Regions from separate parts of the Zea mays genome. Here region 1 is linked to region 2. A link is a contact called in public Hi-C data. All regions are on one chromosome and are shown on one strand. The core of a region is the stretch at or near the end of the contact, and the rest is flanking DNA. Distances in the headings are between cores, read along the strand shown. Region 1 holds the start of LOC542177 (PK protein). Region 2 holds the start of LOC100191841 (Isocitrate dehydrogenase [NAD] catalytic subunit 5 mitochondrial).

Evidence for each region. Hi-C and Micro-C count contacts between places; a contact is called where the count stands out from the background.
Region 1: a Hi-C map of tassel shows a contact between it and region 2, with 2.2 times the contacts expected there. The contact joins the promoter of LOC542177 here to the promoter of LOC100191841 in region 2. A contact is called at or near these places in 3 of 25 Hi-C or Micro-C datasets (leaf and tassel).

The regions. Positions count from the first base shown.
Region 1 is chr3:44,133,621-44,136,493 of Zm-B73-REFERENCE-NAM-5.0, reverse strand. It overlaps LOC542177 (PK protein), which reads left to right and starts at 1,468. Exons shown (of 3, transcript NM_001111796.2): 1 at 1,468-1,879. The coding sequence starts at 1,625.
Region 2 is chr3:43,894,228-43,896,927 of Zm-B73-REFERENCE-NAM-5.0, reverse strand. LOC100191841 (Isocitrate dehydrogenase [NAD] catalytic subunit 5 mitochondrial) reads right to left here and starts at 1,403. Exons shown (of 8, transcript NM_001137265.1): 1 at 1,370-1,403; 2 at 935-1,116. The coding sequence starts at 1,099.

The sequences.
Region 1 (2,873 bases), core at 219-2,718, 240 kb before region 2:
ACCTTGGTGGTTGTCGAAGGAGGCGTCCAAGTGCTCAACCATTCAGACCATCATGCCGAGCGGAGGAAAGCAGACAACAACTTATACCACCTTTCCCCCTACCCGGCGCGCCAAATGTCGGAAGGGAGATCCTCCGATCGGGTGGCGGAATGCACTTGCCCTAATCCTAAGATGAGGAGGGGGCTCAAGGATTTGCATGATCAATTGAAGGACTCAAGAACACAAGGATTAGAGTGGTTCGGACCGCCGGAGCATAATACACTACATCCATTATGGACTGTATTGCTTTAAGAATTGAGAGTCTGAATGTGCATTTCTGCCTGTGTCCTTTGCATAGCATGTGCTTCCCTTTTATAGTCTAAGGGGAACATGCACAAGAATGGTGGACCCCGACAAGTGGGCCCTGTGTGCCTATATTAAATACATATCTCTTGGAGTTATAAGTGCATTGGTGGGCTAAGATCTTCCCCGGATATCGCGCTGACTCCATGACTAGGTGTGTTCTTCCTATCACCTCGGGTTTGCCTTGGCAACCATCCACCGTGCTGACTGCTGGGCTGGATGTACTAATGCGTGAAGGATCCAATCTTATATCTTTGTGTTGTCACATCTGGTCTGCACAACAACGGGAGTATCGAGTGGCCGAACGACGCTTCATGATGGCGTTGCTCACGCGGACGAGATAAGCGCCTCTGTAGCTTGCATTAGTTTGAGTAGGCATTGTATGCATGCGATACAGGTGAACTGTCGTGTTCCTTGGTAACGCGTGAGCAGTCTTGTCAGTCTGCCACACTTTGTAGCCCGTTGTGCACCCTTCAGCCACTCTACAATAAATGCGAGTATTGTGGCTGCTGATAGGGAGTTCCATCTGGACGAAGGTTTGAGCTATGGGCCAAGGGACAACATGGCGACTCCAGACCCCTGCCACCGTGAGGTGCGAGTTCCGAGGTTGTGTACAACAAGCAAACCCTGGGCTTTCGTTCGCTAGGGGTCTGACGACCTGGCGCATGCAACTCAAGCCCCTTACACGCGTCAGACCAGGACCTGTCTTGGTAGGGTTAACCGTTCCTTAAGGTAGTGGTGTGAATACCCCAGTTACAGGGTATCAACAGTCTTTAATATAAATATTTAATATATAAAGATAAGATATAAATAACATACTTAGAGAGAAATAAGATATTAAAAATAAATATTTTTTAAAAATCTGTAAATAAGAGATATAGAGATGTAAAATACGGTTGAAAATAGTCCTAGCTAATGCCAACTAATAAGTCAAGACTAGCCTCGGTCGCCTTTGCCCCGTCGGATTTCGCGCATACGGTGGGAACCGAACTGCGCTCTGCCCCCCATGGTTTTGACCGCAAAAGGTTTTGGTTGCCCGTCCCTAGCAGACACGCGGTCAGGCGGGCCCACTTGTCCCTCTCTTCTCTGCCTATAACTTCCCATCCCTCTCTCGGTCCCTCCCTTAATTCCGTCCACAGAAGAAGAATCCTTCTCGACGCCGCCCCCATTCATTCTTGGAGGGCAAGAAGAACGCGCAGTCCAAAAGCGAAACAAGGGGAAGGGGCGAGGCAGCCAAACGAATCCCAGCACCTGCCTCTCCTTTGCTTGCGCAGATCTAGCGATGGCGGCGGGCGGTGAGTTGGCGTGGGGGGAGGAGCCCGTGGCGCGGCGCCGGCCTAAGACCAAGATCGTCTGCACGCTCGGCCCGGCGTCGCGATCCGTCGAGATGATCTCGCGCCTGCTGCGCGCCGGGATGTGCGTCGCGCGCTTCAACTTCTCCCATGGCTCCCACGAGTACCACCAGGAGACGCTCGACAACCTGCACGCCGCCATGGAGCTCACCGGGATCCTCTGCGCCGTTATGCTCGACACCAAGGTCCTTCCCCCGCCCTCGCAATCTCCTTACCTTCCTTCTCAATCCCCGCGGTCTCGTGCTACGGTTCGCGATCTGCGATACGGTGTTGTTTCCTTACCTTCCTGTGCCGTCTGCTCCACTTAGGGCTTGTTCTTTTTGCTCTCAATTTATGTGGATTGGGTGGATCATGTGGATTGGGTGGGATTGAGTGGGTTTCAATCCCGAACAAGTCAAAATCTTTCATAAATTTTTTCAATCCCATCCAATCCACATGGGATACGAACCATCTTGGTTGCTGGGTTAGTTCCTGTGACGGTTAAACCACAATTTCAGTTCCTATGGTCAACTTTTAGGGATCTGACGTTAGATGTGATCTCTACTCCCTTTTGTCGGCGCCGACGTTCTTTTGGACGTTCTTGATTCCTGGGTCGGATTGGCGGAAATCCCGACCAATCGCGTTGTCCCGTGTCCTTACCAGAAAAGCAACTGGCTGCTTGTGCCTGCTAGTACTTGCTTTAGTACTACAGGCTAATTTGGTTGTCAGCTGCCAACTGTGGACGACCAATTGGCGACTACTTCAGATCTCTGAGCATCTAAGCATTAATGTCCAGCAACCAGCATGTAGCTTGGCTCACATGCGAGTTGTGCAATAGGATGGAGTTACTCGTCCTTTGGCTTGTTGTCCCTTTCCTTTCACCATTGGCTGTGGCCTGTGGGCCTGTGGTCCTCATCCACGGCTACTTGCCCTTTCTATGTCTCAGTCTTAATAACTGAATTTTTTCTGTTCTGGTCTATTTTTGACCTGGGTTGCTAAAGTCTGGTAGTGTTATAATTATCTGAAAGTGATAATGAAAACTGATCACAATATTGTTTTGATTTTTTATCTTCAATTCAAATGATGGAAGAAAATGTAACTGTGATTAATCGACAAATGAAATGATGTTAGGAAAAGGGAAAATTCAGAATTATTCCATCCTTGGTCTTCTTTTTTTGCTTTTCTTTCTTTGTTTTTTTC
Region 2 (2,700 bases), core at 154-2,653:
TCAAGTGCAACTTGAGGACCTGGTGACTCGTATCTTATTGGCCCTGCATTGGATCCAATAGAGTTGGTACAGTGAACGCAACAGTAGACTGCCCAGATTACAGTAGTCACTGAACGACTGAACGTATACTTGATATAATGCATTTCAGACAGAGAATTGGTCAAGGTGTAGATCACAAACTTTGAAAATAATAAGAGAGCCATAAATAACTGATAGAAACAGACTGAAAATCACAAATGACTATCCTGCTTCAAAAGGAACATCAAAACCGAAAATAATAGAAATATAACAACTGACATAAGTGACATCCATTTGGAAGAACACAGTCTCAAGTGCTCCTCCGGCAATAAGAACAACTTTCGATAATAGCATCCTCACATGGTCACCCAAACTGTTATATGCTAGTGTCAGATCAATCTCCATAAAGAACCCCTCAAAAATAAACTTTGCACAACCACGGCACATACGTTAGTGTTTGCATAAAGTTATAGCTACCATATTGTCGAATACAATATTATTTCTCTTTCTTAAGCCACTATGTCACTAACTAGAATCGGTTTAAATTCATAAATGCTAGCTCTTGAATAGCATATATACATTATGTTTCAGAAGCAGTAAAAAGTAGTGTTTAATCTATCTTGTTATAAGAACGAGAGGATGAGCATTTGGTTTGTTTATGATCCCCATCATAGTATGACACCTATCTTATTAACTCAAGCAGTCAAGCTCATTATTAGATCTTTCTGAGATAGGCATAAAAAAACAGTGCATCATCCTGCACGGCATGCTCAATATGTTCTCAGCTTCAAACCTGCCTAAAAGCTTAGCTTCAAACATAGCTTTAGTTTGTCCATCAAACAAACTAACTTTTGATTTACATGTAGACAATCTGAATAATTGTACAAAACAATCAAACCGAACCTAAATTTTGTACCTGCTTGACAGACTCGGCAATCTCTGGCCCGATGCCGTCGCCCGGAAAGAGCGTGGCACGGATGGTCTCTCCGGACTCCGTTGAAAACGGCGCCACGGCCGGTGCCGAAACCCTGCCGGTTACCCGCGGCAGGACACTCCCCTGCAGCAGCCTCCGGAGCGCCATGTCTGCCCCCCACAGCCCTGCGACAGCCAACAGCACGCACGTTAAACCTGATCGTCGCAGAACGGGAGGACGCCTGCATAGTGCCTAACAACTCGAAAGGTACACGAAACCACCCGTCTCCACGCGTGGAATTCGATCGGATGAAACCCTCTAGATTCCAGCGGAATTCGATCAGGGCCTCAGGGGAGAGAAGCTCGCCCCCAATTGAACGGGAGGCGATCACAAATAGGCAAGGAGCGGTGGGTAGCGAGATCGGAGAAGAGAATGTACCGGACAACGGTTATTCGCAAGGCTTGGCACAGCGACGGCGGCGGCAAGGAGGAACCGGCCGGGGGGATGCGGAGGAGAGAAGGGTGGTGCTGGAAGGAGACTTCTTCCGGGCTTCCTCCGATTTACCTGGCCGTCGATATGGATCGGACGGCTGGTGTTCCGTGTACCCTCGCCCCGTCGATGGTGATGCTTGTTTGTTGCGCAAGCAGTAGGGCTGGGCATTCGGTCTATTAGGGTAATTCGGTTCGGTCTATTTGGGTTTGTGAAATTTCGGGTTCTAAAAAATGAGAACCGAAATTTCCAAAAATATTTTTGTAACCGAACCCGAATAGACTCACAATTTCGGTTCGGTCTATTCGGTCCACCGAATAGACCTGAATTGTAGAGAGACTAGTATATTTTGTTAAAATATAGACAATGAATAATTAATTGAAAGTACTATTACTACAACAAGTGACTATAAAAATTAGCATACAAAGATATATATACTATCGTTTAGATGATATCATTATTTCTAGCTAATAAGTTCATAAATCATATAATAATACCATCACATATTAAGAGCTTTTTTATATTTCGGGTTATTAGGTCTATTCGGGTTTTATAGGTTAGGAACCGAACCCGAACCCATAACCCGAAATATAGCACATATAGGAACCGAACCCGAACCCGAAAACCCGAATAGACCAATAATTCGGTCTATTCGGGTTCGGTTCGGGTTCGGGTTCGGTTTTCGGTTTTAAAATGCCCACCCCTAGCAAGCAGAAGAGAAGGTTTTGTTCCTTTTTTTTCCGGAGATAGTAGAAGAGAAGGTTTTGTTCTTGAGCGACAGCAAAATAAGTGTTTTTAGGGTTTCACTTCAAGAATTTTAGCTTCAATTTTCTAGCTTTATCACAACAATTTCAACAAATTATTGAAGTGAGATCGAAGAGTGTTTAGCTTGTATATGGACTCCAGCTTCTGTGTAATATAATTGATTTTTGTGTATCCTTGACTACCATTGATTAGTGGATGTCATGAGAGAACCGAAGCGCTATGTTGTGTAACAAGTGACGTGGTGAGTAATTTTTATGCAACTTCATGAGTAGGTATGAAAATAGTGTTTCTGTGAAACACCCTTTGAGGAGCATAAATTTTATGAAGCCAGCCTCTAATGTCATTTTTTTAAAAGCTGGAGTTCATGAAGTTTGATCTATTTGGATGGAAGAAGTTAAAATGAAGCCGAAATTTTTGAAATGAAGCTCTCCAAATAAGCCCTTAATTGCAAAGTTCATTGTCATGTTGGCTTTGGAGAGCTTCTTACTTTCAAGGAGTTGGATTTAAAAAATCAT